2 separate regions of the Mus musculus genome follow, and region 2 is linked to region 1. The links are chromatin contacts, called in public promoter capture Hi-C maps. All regions are on one chromosome and are shown on one strand. The core of a region is the stretch at or near the end of the contact, and the rest is flanking DNA. Distances in the headings are between cores, read along the strand shown. Region 1 holds the start of Col1a2 (collagen, type I, alpha 2). Region 2 has its middle 21 kb from the start of Gm34470.

Region 1 (6,630 bases), core at 3,582-6,081:
ACACAGCTACTCCAGATGACCTTATTCTATGTGAGGATAATCCCCTTGCACAGTGATTCATTTAACAATACCTTAATTCCTTAAACTATACCTGGCTCCTTCCAGCCATTGGTGTGACTAAAATTCTGTATCACATGGTTCTTTGCCTCACCCTTCTCATTCCATTTCTCTATCCTGGATTCCACTCCAGGAGAGGTCCTTCACCAATAGCCTGCAAGATTACGTATATACTTTCTCACTTGATTTGGCCACTCAGACAAATATGAAACTTTTCAGCACCATAAAACTTCGGCTCATATCCTCTCCAAACCTGTGTCCTCTTCCCTCTTTTCCTTAGATGCTGGAGCTTGTCAGCATTTTTGTTTGCTTGTTTGTTTTAGTTGGGTTTTTTCCCTATTTTTCTCCTATTCCAATACACAAGTGCAATGTACAGGATTTCACACTGTGACATCAGGAATAAAGTAATCAAGACCAACATGAAGTGTGTACTTCAGACATAGGCATTGTTTATGAGACCCATCTATTTACTGGCTGAGTCTGTACACAAACTCCTGGTCTTCTCGACATAACCATCCTCTTCTCAAATGTTCCCCCATTAAATTGACTCTAGCTTTGGCCAGTTGCTAAATCCAGAAGCCTGATGCTGTCCTGGCTCCCTTCTCCCCTGCTCAGTTTCCACAATCAAACATCAAAACCATTTTCTTCCACTTTGAAAGTATTCCTGCAGCTCAATATCTGCTCTCAATTCTAGCAGCACTACCCTACATCAGGCTCCTCCAATTTCCTTTGAATTGCTCCTCACTGGTTTCCCATCTCGGCTGGGCTCTCCTAATCATTCTTCCAGCATGTGGCCAAAGCCCTTGTTTTTAAAACATCCTTTGATGGCATACTGTCTCCACTCAAAATCATCCATCCATACACCCTCTCAAGGCTTAGAAATACATGACCACCTAAATACAGCTTCAAGTTCCATTTTAATATGGTCTCTGCTAAACCTACCATTTTTAGCTCTAACTCCTTCTTGTCACACCCTTTGCCTTCACAATTTAGTTAAAATAAAGTGTCTCAGACTGACAATGTTCCTAAGAGCTTCGGTGGGGTTTTTTGCTTTGTGTTGTGTTTTGTGTTGTTATTTTTAAGTAGGGTCTTGCTACATAGCCCAGGATGGCCTTGGACTTGAGATCCTCTTACCTAAGTCTTCCAAGAGCTAAGATTATAGGAGTTAACTACCATACTGGTTCTCTATCCTTCTTATAAAGCCTTTATATGGAGGCTTGACTAAGATGTTGCAGCTCCAGAGAAGCCTGACTTGATTCTGCCACCTAAATCTAGACCTCCCATAAACTCACAATTCACTGCACTTCTCCTGCAGACTATAAGCCCCAAAGAGCAGTGCTTTGTCATCCATCCCTAGTGCTCCTAACTGTACAGTGCCTAGCACAGACCTAGATAGTGCTTGAGTGAACTGGTTCCAGTTCTACTTAGACATCCAGAGAAAACCAAATGTCCTATTTGGCATGATACGCACCAAGAATCTCTAGGCCTTCCAAAGAAGTATAATAGCAGAAGGAAGGCCGACATCATATCTGCTCAGCTTTCACCGGTTGCTAAAAGCTCTGGAGAGCTTCTTTTCTCTCCTCTAAAAATGTTGCAGGGATATGAACACAGGAGTCCAGTCATCTAACAGCAAAGTCCAGAAGGCTTTGGTTGCTCCCTACTCTTCCCTCTCTTTTCTCATATCCCATCTGGACCAGCACAGACAGATCAGTTCAGGTTTTGTTTCTCTCCTCCCAGTTCCCTCAGCCTCACCCCCAATTCTCACTGACAACAACAAACAACTAACTAATAATGTGTTATTTCATCACATAAAATATTTAGCCAACATCTAGAGGCAAGTATTAGAGAATGTTAGAGAGTGCCTGTCTCCAATAGGTGACTGTCCAAACCATCCATAAATGGCTGATATTCCAGTCTCTAGTCTCTCTCAGTCTCTCTCTCTCTCTCTCTCTCTCTCTCTCTCTCTCTCTCTCTCTCTCTCTCTCACACACACACACACACACACACACACAAACAGGAGGGAGGACAGCGATACAGAAAGAGACAGACAGACAAACAAGGAGATAAGGACAGATGGAGAGAGAGAAGAAAGACATAGATGAGACTGAGAAGAGACAGACAGACAGACAAACAGACAGAGACAGGCAGAAGAGAGGAAGAGAAAAAGAGAGAGGAGACAAAGACACAGAAGGAGACAGAGACAGAGACAAAAGAGGCAGAGAGACAAAGGAAGGAAATGAAGAGAGAGGAAACAGAAACACAGAAAGAGACAGGGGGAGGGATGAAGAGAGAGGGAGAGAAAGAGAGATAGAAAACAAGACACAGAAAAAGACAGACAGACAGACAGAGACAGGCAGAAAGAGGGATGAAACAGATAGGGAGAGAGGAAAACAGGGAGAGAGAGGGCTCTTGCCTTGCCCTCACTGCTCAGTCTGGGGCTTTCCACCAAGTGCTGACTCTGCCGGCTGCAAACCCTGCCACATCAGCAGGGAGGGAGCCTTGCAGCACTTGGTATTTGCATCAGTTTCCTGGAATGCTTTACAAGTTATCAGTTCTTCACTCTGGCCCAGGGTGGAGGGGCTTATGTTCTTGTGTTTGAAACTTGGTTTCTCTGATTCTCAAAAGCCAACCAAGTAGATTTGCTTTTCTTTCTTTTGCTTTTTTTTTTTCTAAAAATTATCCCACTTTCAACGGCTGTTCTAGGCTTGAGACTATTTTGACAATCACAGAAAGCCACTGAGCAAAGTGGAGTGTCTAAGGAGTAGCTAGTGCAAAGCAAGGGACTTGGCTAAGTTGTCCCCAAGGAGAGTTATCCAGTAATCAACCTGAGGGACATTTAGGGGGGTTCTTTCATAAATCTGTTTTCTTACCTACCCAAGTCTTTTGTTCAGAAACAGCACCTGTCTTTCAGGTGCCTGAGACATAGACACAAATGACAGTCTCTAAAGTCAAGCCAGCACATCGACAGAAATAACTTATGCTCTTATTAATGAAGAAGAAGGAGGAAAGAGAGAGAGAGAAAGAAAGAAAGAAAGAAAGAAAGAAAGAAAGAAAGAAAGAAAATCAGATGTGCAGTCTTGAAATGCTTTCTTTGCTCAGTACTTTTTCAAAAAAAAAAATTCCCTCCACATTATTTAAAAAACAAAACAAACAAACAAAAAACCCAAAACTCTTTCTCATCTAGCCTAAAAGAGACTTGAACTGCTGGGGTGAGAGGAATTGGGGGAACCGGGAACCGCTCAGAAGAAAAGGGGGGAGGAGGGGAGGGATTGTGGGAGGAGGTGATCTGGAGGGAGGATTTAAAGTGAATAAGTAAGAATTAAATTAAATTTTTAAAAATGCTTGTCTCTCAAATCAGTGTTTTTCACAGGATTGAAATAACCTTATTGAAATGTTTATTCTCTTCTATTTCTAGCATTTTTTTTAATTTAGAAAGAGAAGCCAGTTAGCAATATCCAGAACCTTTTGCTTATAGCAGCTGCTGATGGAGCTAACCTACTTAGAAATTCTTCCTCACCGGGAAGTCGAAAGGGGGAAGGTTTCCCAAGGAGTTCGCCAGTTCCTTCTTCATGAACATAAAAATGGCCTAAAGATGCTGTGTCTGCTGTGACTTTGGGGACATAATGAGAGTCTGAATAGGTCTCTCCAGCCTCATGATGGATGCTCGGCAGGCCAAGAGGAGCCTGCGGCCCCGGGTAACTTGGAAGACTCCAAGAAACTTTGGGAAGGAGAATTTACTATGTCTCTGCCGCTGTCCTGGACAGCCAAAGTCTCCTACTCCAATTCTTCAGAGTCAAAGTCTCTTCCCAAGATGGGGAGAGATTGCATCTGTTCTGGAGGGGACAGCTTGGGATGTTAAGGAAGAGGTTGTATACGCCCTAGGGATGATGGGAGGTGTGAAGATGCAGGCAGGGGTGCCTGGCAGTGGCTGTGGAAGGGGTCATAAATAGGCAGCAAGGCCAAGAAGGCTGAGTGTTCACTGATCTGTTATCTGATCCAGGCTCGGCATCTGAGTCTGGCTGGTAATCCTTCATGGGGTCTGTACATGGGGCTGGAAATGGGGCTTAACCAAAGTAAATGTAATAATGCACAGTTTATCTCTTGATGCCTGCTCCCCTCATCAACGAGAGAGAGGGGGGTACAGACAGAGAGAGTCAGAGAGAGGATGGAGGAGGGAGGGAGGAAGGGAGGGAGGAAGGGAGGGAGGGAGGGAGGGAGGGAGGGAGGGAGGGAGGGAGGGAGGGAGAGACAGAGAGATAGAGAGACAGAGGAGAGAGGAGATTATGGGCACACAGGCCCCCCCAAACTGGGGAAATTAGGGGGCAGGGGTGGAGCCAACCCATGAGGGCAGCTCTAGAGCTCGCCACGCTGTCACCCTCCTCCCCTCACACCCCAGCCCCCTCCAGCCTGCAGATGGCCCGCAGGGCACAGAGTGAAGCGGGACTGGACAGCTCCTGCCTTTTCATCTTCGGCCTCCAGGTCCCTCAACACCTGCCCCGCCGCCCGGAGATCTGTAAAGAGCCCACGTAGGTGTCCTAAAGTGCTTCCAAACTTGGCAAGGGCGAGAGAGGGCGGGTGGCTGGGGAGGGCGGAGGTATGCAGACAGGGAGTCAGAGTTCCCCCTCGAAAGCCTCAAAAGTGTCCACGTCCTCAAAAAGAATGGAACCAATTTAAGAAGCCCCGTAGCCACGTCCCTCCCCCCTCGGCTCCCTCCCCTGCTCCCCCGCAGTCTCCTCCCAGCACTGAGTCCCGGGCCCCTAGCCCTAGCCCTCCCATTGGTGGAGACGTTTTTGGAGGCACCCTCCGGCTGGGGAAACTTTTCCCATATAAATAAGGCAGGTCTGGGCTTTATTATTTTAGCACCACGGCAGCAGGAGGTTTCGACTAAGTTGGAGGGAACGGTCCACGATTGCATGCCTGCGCCCGCCAGGTGATACCTCCGCTGGTGACCCAGGGGCTCTGCAACACAAGGAGTCTGCATGTCTAAGTGGTAGACATGCTCAGCTTTGTGGATACGCGGACTCTGTTGCTGCTTGCAGTAACTTCGTGCCTAGCAACATGCCAATGTAAGTGTCTTCTGCTTGTTTGGGGGAGATGAAGGAGAGAGGCTGGATAGGTGGGCACCCTTATCTCAACAGAGGGAAACTTCACACATTCATTCCACATACAGCTTGTGAGGTCGCCCTCTAATCTGTCGGAGAAAACACTAGGGTTCACGAGATACATGGGAAAAGAATGGAAATATGAAAGACTTGACTGTTGCCAAGAGTTGGGGGAAGTTTTTCCCTTAAAACTAGACTGTTAGCCCGGATGCCCCGGTTGGTGAAGCTCACAAAGAGGCAAAGAAGGTTGCCTCAAGATATAAACCTGGCTGACAGCATGAACGACTGAGAGGGCTCCACTCTTCAATTCCCAGAATTATGCCCGTGGTCACGTTGTGAAACTTGAGGCCTAGTTTAGAAAGCCCCGTAATAGAATAATACAAAACTCACAGGACTCCATTTTCTTGTGGGCGGCCGAGTTGCTCTGGATGACGTTGATGAAGATAATGATAAAAATACGCCCCCTGGAGGGGGTAAAGTGCAGGAACAGGGACCAGGCCTTAAGCGCTAGGAATTCCAATTAAAGACTTCCCAGGTCCATGGAGTAATTTACATTTCTGGGCCATATGTAAAGAACCCAGATGGTGTATCTTGAGAAGCGGGCTGCTTCGGCCTCAGCTTTTATCTTCTGAATAGTCAAAGCAGCGTCCCAATCCATTACCTGATCATGGAAATGGTAACTTTTAACTAAAATAAGCTCTGTTCACTTACACTTCAACAAGTTCCCACCTGTAATCACACACGAAAACAACAGATGTGAGAAATATCAACTTCGTCCTGAGATTCAAGAGCCTGGGGATTCTTCTCAGGAGTCTCTTACTCGTTTACCATGTGACTTCAAATGAATCAATTGGGCCTTTTTCTAAAATGTGGGGTATATACTAAATGTGCCAACTTCGAGGCTATTTTCCATTTCTAGGTTGTATAACTAACTAGAATTTCCTGAAGAAAGAATGAAGAAAACCACTTGGGTTTCATCTTTTAAAATGGCTGCCTAATTTAACTGGACAAAGATGTTGGCTTGATGAGTATTCAGGAGGGCGTGGCCACACCCAGACCTTCAGCTACACGCCCCACGTCTGCCACAGCCTAATTTTGAATGTGTATATATTCCTTTCATCCACTTTTATATACCCCTCGAGGATACTAAGAAGTAATTGCATTGTACAAATTAATGTTACAAGTTAATTTTATATGAAACCAGAGTAAGAGGGGATCCCCACAGAAAAATATAGTAGACTTAGGGAAGTAGAGATTTGAAGGTCAACATACATTTTATTCAACATCCAACCACTAAGAACAATAAAGGTTATCCAACACACATTGTCCAAAATGGCTCACAAACTGAGTAATTAAAAGGCACGTTTCCAAAGCCTGTAAGGCTTACTGGCTTCTCTTAATTCAGGCAAACTGTTCTTCCTTCAATGGAGAAAATAAACTAGACATACCATTTATCTAATTGAACAGTGAT
Region 2 (5,962 bases), core at 482-2,981, 1.1 Mb after region 1:
AATAGTTTGCTCCTAATAACCGTGTATTCACTGAGTGAATGAGTTAGAGCAGAGCATCAAGTAAGTGTATTAGGAAATTTTCTTTTGGCTTGATTATTAAAATCCATCCCCACATTTTCTAAATGATGCGAACGTACAGAAGGCGGTGTGTGTGCCCTTCCGGAGATACACTTGCAGGGGTAGCATGTGTTATTCATTACATCACATATAACCTTTTCAGGTTTACAATCAATCTTGCTTGGAAGGCTAGTGTCATTTAAAAAGTACAGCAGCGTGCTGGAAGCAGAGACAATCTGAGCTGGCTACAGACTGTGAATCCAAATACCCTGTTTAAAGGTCCAAACATGAAGAAGGGGGATGTACTAAACACATCATTTTCTGTCCAACTGATTGAAAAGGGATGGTACATTGAAGCTTTGTTGGGTTTCAATGCATTGATTTTTTTCTGCTACCTATTTTTCTTGGGTTTGAAAGGTACTTAAGAGTCTATTTCAAGTTGCCTGCAGACTTCTTTTCTCGTGTTTCTTAAAACTATTTGTGATTAAATCACCCACATTGTCTTCAAGGCTCTAATGACCTTCTTCCGGCTGTACTCTATTTTTTCTTTACAATATTCTGTTTATCACATCTTTATTTTCCACTACACTGCTTGATTTTGGTTTCCCTGTCAGTTTTTCTGCTTTTCTTTTCTTTTTCTTTTCTTTTTTTTGATCCTCTGTTCAGTCTGGTATTCATTGCCCTATGTACTTGTTCGGCCTCTGGGACTTTCAGGGCATCTTCTAGGTCAAATGTTATGCCAGTCAAAGACAAGTTCCTGAATTTAAAGACATCACAGCCTGAAGTGATGATAGAGTACCCCAAGTTATTAATGATAGCATGTGGCATCATGAGCAAGCGTGGATTAATGCCACTCATATTGTGCAGGCATTGCTATTGAAATGCCAAACATTAGTTATGAGATAAGAGTGGTAGCTTAGATGATAGCATGATGAAAGTTAGCCTTTGAGGAAACCATGTGTAAAAAGAGGACTCTTAGGTTGTATTAAAGAGAGAAGCAGAGGTGCAGAGATGTCTGATAGGATGATGGTTGGTGCTTGATGGACAGCAGTGTTTCTGAAAGTGCCATAAATGGTCTGATGACATTGGGTCCATATTCTTGAAGCCTTAAAATTGAACTCCCACAAAATTGAACTGGATTTTCGGGAAATCATTAAAACTGTCTTGGACCAACACTCCTAGATTCAGTTTGTCTCTCCAGAGGTTTAGAAAGTCTTGCATAGAGAGAAGGGGGTTTCAGCTGTCCTGGTTTGATTGACTTACCCAACAAGACTGAAGATGGCATATAAGGACTTCAGTAGCAGAGGTTGTTTTTGTTGCTGTTATGTTACATGGTGTGTGAGTTTCCTACCACAAAAGTTGTCAGCTCTCTACTGGCATGTCCGGGGCAAAGGAGAGAACCCAGTCTGGCTGAGTCTCTTGGGGCTGAGATTCACCAGGCCAGCTGGGAGTCCTCAAAGCAGGAACTCATTTTATTGTATTAGTCTTTTGTTTATATAGGGTTGAGGAAGAAGGTGGGGATTTTTGCTGAGGTGAGATGGCATAGGGGTCAGGGAAGGGTGACAGAAGGTATGGGGTGAGATGACCAGGGGTGTGGGGTTATCTCATGGGGCCTATAAGAAATGGACACATCAGGGGTAGCTAGACAGAGGCAGGCTTAAGCAGGAAGTGCTGAGTCACTCCAGTACGGAAGTGAACAAGACAGGTCTCTAAACTCAAGCAAAGGCTTAGCCTTCCTCACTAGTACTTGGCCTCAGTTTCTGGCCGAATAAGGCCTAACAAGAAATGAATGTCAACATTTTTATGTGCCTAAAGTTTGGAAATCTCTACCCAAACTCCAAACCCTCAGCTCACATGACCACCTCAGCAGTTAAGCTGCTTTTCTTGACTCTCTGACTGCAAAGCCTCTTCCTCCAACAGCCTTCTCAGCATTCAGAAATGAAATAACATGCTCTAAACCACCAAACATCCAAACCATTCTCAAAAGATGTGGCATAAAAAATGCACTCACTTGGGAAAACAAATGTCTGTGGTTTTGTACTTTCTCTTCCTATTTTGTTTTCTATTCTTTTTTATCAACTAATTTTTAATTTTTTTCATTAATTTATTTATTGATTTTACGTTCCAATTACAGCACCCCCCTCCTTCCGGTCTCCTTTACACAGTCCTATTCCCTTCTCCTCTAGGGTGAGCCCACCTCCACCCCAGGTATTCGTCTACCCTAGCATATCAAGTCACTGCAGGACTAAGCACATTCTCTCACACTGAGTCCAGACAAGGCAGTCCAGCTAGAGGGACAGGATCCATGGGCAGACAACAAATTCAGGGACATTCTCACACCCTTTGCTCCAGTTGTTGGGGGACCTGCATGAAGACCAAGCTGTACATCTGCTACATATGTGTGGGGCTTGGGAAGCTAGGTCCAGCTCAAGCTTGCTTGTTGATTGGTGGTTTAGTTTCTAGGTGTCCCCAAGGGTCCAGGTTATCACCTCACTTTCTAAAGGGATTATTAATGGTTCCATAGTATGCAGTCTTTCTATTTGACACTATAACGCTACTCACCAGCCAGGCACTTGTCATTCAACCGACCAGATTTCCTAGGTTTTTTTGGCAGTTAGCTCTGATTGCACCTTGATTGTGATTGGTGAGAGGCTAGTAGGAGAGTCATGGAGCTTACTAAAGGGACAGTGCTTGATGGTCTTGTTTTCTGTTTCCTTCATCATGGTAGAACATCGATGAGAAAGCTCAAGTTCTAGAAGCTGACGTACCATGGTATGAATTTGAGATATGAACTACTCATAAGGTGGGAATGAGAGAGCAGCCTCTGGTCAATACAATAATGGAATGGCATTCCAGAGCAAGAGACTGTGCCAAGATTTGTTAGACCTGAAGAAGAAATGTTTCTCCTGTTTAAGCAGTACTATTGCAAGCTTTAGTGCCAGAATCCTAAGCAATACTCCATAGTACTCTGCGAATCCCCTTTCATGGCTACTTCCTGGTGACGTTCAAGTTACCCGTGATACTGGTACTCTTCACGGCACACAGCACCATTGGCCACTTCTCCTATTAAAGCACTCCCTCCTCGGGATGTTCATGAAGAGCCCTATAGAATGGCATCAGGAAAGGAAATTCAGGATATCCCACACAGAGGCCAAGCACGGCATCAGTAACTACTTGCAGCCCGTGGCATTGCATGGCCTGACCTTTTATATCCAAAGGTTCTTCTGTCCTTATTTATCCCTTGCATCAGAGTTCTAAGGCTGGGTAACTGAGAAATGCAGGGTCCTGAGCCTCAGTGCCCGTGAATCTTACGTCCTTCTCAGAGATAGTGTGTTGACACGTCTGATCTTTATTAGCTCCCCAGAAACCCAGACATAGGATAAAATAACATACATATTTCTGGGTTGAAGACCACTGTAGACCTGAGACTCCTATTTTCTGCTCTGGATTTTCAGCCTGAACAATCTCACAGTTTTCCAATTTGTCACCACATACATACTAGCAACATTGAAACTAACCATGCCAAGTCATGTTTGAGCTTCAGACTCATGGATCCAACAGCCATTTGGAAGCTCCAGTGGCTGTTTCATTGACATGTAAGGCTCAGCAGACACAATTGCATCTGCTTTTTCTGGTCACTCTTCTGTCTGCCTTTACTCTCCATGAATAGGACTGTGATTGCTTTAGTTGTGGCAATTAGAAATTTCAAATCCTTCTCCAATTCCCTCATCCTCTCAGATGCCTGTTAAACCTGTTCTAACACTGGGGATGCCCGGTTTTCCACTCATGTACTCCTTTCCATTCGCTCCCGCCATTTCTGGGTTGAAGCTGCCGTTGCTTCTTGCTCCATAGTCTTGCTTTCTTCTGGCCCTTTCCACAGTTGCTGGAGTGAACATGATAAAGTAGAAATCAACTTACGATGTCTTTGCCTACAGCCCTCCAGGGAGTAGTCATCGCTTTAGGATGGATGTCTAATTCTGTTGCCTGACCCACAAGAGTCTCATGCTATGCTACTGTTTTGCTCTCCTAACTCTCGGCCCTCACAATGATATGCTCCTGCTTTGTCTCCTAACTCAAGGCCCACCGCTCTTCTCACCTTCATGTATCTTACAGATTGAAAGAGAGGAGCACTCCCTAATTTACACACTCCCCTCCCCTCCCCACTCGGAGCTAACCCTGGAATATTCTAGAATGCCCTGTTTGTTATTTTACTAGTCTGTAATATTACCTGATTGTGGGAGCAGTGTCACACAGGGCATAGAAGACTCAACATCAAATGGTTTTGGCCCCTCTGTGGGTTGCAGCTACCACAGAGCCGACCTAATGGTCCATTTGATAGTTACTGAATGAATGCAGATTCTTAATTATCCTGTAGATAAGTTTATAGAGGTGTGATAATCCTCTCACCATCACATTAAGAGCTCTAGCTGAAGCCACACTCGATCAAGGCTTGCTGTTTCCAAAGCTCATGCTCATGTCACAGTAAACACACAAGGGCATTTTTATGAAAAGGCTGTAATAATGATGATATTTAATACTTTAAAATGTTTTCTGGGGCCTCATTATATTTTCTCATTAGCTGTGGCTTCTGCTCACCAAACAGCAATCTGAAGATGTGCGCATCTAAAAGCAAAACATTTGGTCAATTAAATCAACTTAGTAAAAGAAATAAATAACACACTATAAATAATAGTTATTTGGGCATCCCTGCATACCACCTTCCATTGTAGTTAGTTTTCTCTTCTCGTTTGGATTTAGAATCAGAAAACTACAGCTTTTGCTGCCCTTTGCTTCCTCATATCACCCAAGAGGCCAGTGCTGGGTTGTGAAGACAGATGCCGCCCAAGTAATATGATGACTGGAAAGGGTGATGCATGTGCCGCCATCTTTCCCTGGAGTCACGGTGGCACATGTTCACTCTCAGGGAGATTCTAGTACAGGCTGAGGAGAAACAATGGAAAGGAAAGAAATATCCACCCTGCAGAGGAATGATCACCCCACACACCTACATATGAGCTGTTTGCTTGACTCACAAATAATATGCATGAATCAAATCTGAGAAGAGTCATAGCCTCAGGACCACAGACATGTCATTGTCCCTTAGCACAGGGGCTGAAGACAAAACTGGGCCTAGGTGCTTCCCAGAGATTTCTTTACCTAAAAACAAGGAAGTTAGCACTCATAGGGCATCTATACATCTTCTGAGTGCTCACAAGCCATCTATACATCTCTTGAGAGCTCACGAGCCATCTATACATCTCCTAAGAGCTCACAAGCAATCTATACATCCTCAGGATGCTCACATGTCACCTACACATCCTCTGAGTGCTCACAAGCCATCTAGACATCTCCTGACTGCCCACAAACCATCTATATACCTTCTGATTGCCCACCAGCCATCTATACATCACTATTTGTCCACTAAGCCTAACTCTGATTGGTTTGCTAATGCCAGTTGTCAACCATCTCTTAACTTTTTCAGTAGTGTCTCATAAACTTTTTAAGACTTGCCTAATCTTACTCAAAACAAGAGACGTCATTTTCAATGGAGATAAGTACCATTTTTACCTGTCAGGCTGGCAAAAAAACAAAAAACAAAACAACAACAACAAAAACAAAAACCACCCCAACCCAGACCCAATTGTTTAAGCTATGTGAGCCACACTATGAAATAAGCGCCTTCATGAATTGCTGATGAAGTGTATGTTGGCAATGCTTATAACGAACAATGCGGGAATGTTTATGAAAATAAGAGCTGCATGGGCTATTACCCTGCAATCAAATGTTTATAAATGTATTCTACAAATGTACTTGGACAAGAGAAAAATGGCATGGGCATGAAATTCATTATGTGTTGTTGGTAACAGTGCGGGATGCAATCGGCACTAAGTGCCCACCAAACGGG

Evidence for each region. Promoter capture Hi-C pulls out the DNA fragments that hold promoters and counts their contacts.
Region 2: a contact with region 1 is called in a promoter capture Hi-C map of the HPC-7 cell line, with 5 times the contacts expected there. The contact joins the enhancer-like site here to the promoter of Col1a2 in region 1. A contact is called at or near these places in 16 of 39 promoter capture datasets (the 3T3-L1 cell line, 3T3-L1-derived adipocytes, the HPC-7 cell line and 9 more) and 1 of 9 other capture datasets (adipose tissue).

Annotation. Positions count from the first base shown.
Region 1 is chr6:4,500,787-4,507,416 of GRCm38.p6, forward strand. Col1a2 (collagen, type I, alpha 2) reads left to right here and starts at 4,832. Exons shown (of 52, transcript NM_007743.3): 1 at 4,832-5,123. The coding sequence starts at 5,054.
Region 2 is chr6:5,581,435-5,587,396 of GRCm38.p6, forward strand. No RefSeq gene overlaps it. Among named protein-coding and RNA genes, the nearest start is that of Gm34470, 21 kb to the left of the region's middle. Within about 2 kb of position 1,732, at least 46 of the 459 cell types and tissues checked have an H3K27ac peak or open chromatin away from gene starts, as enhancers often do. A contact at or near this core is called in 3T3-L1-derived adipocytes, the HPC-7 cell line and pre-B cells, where this site is marked.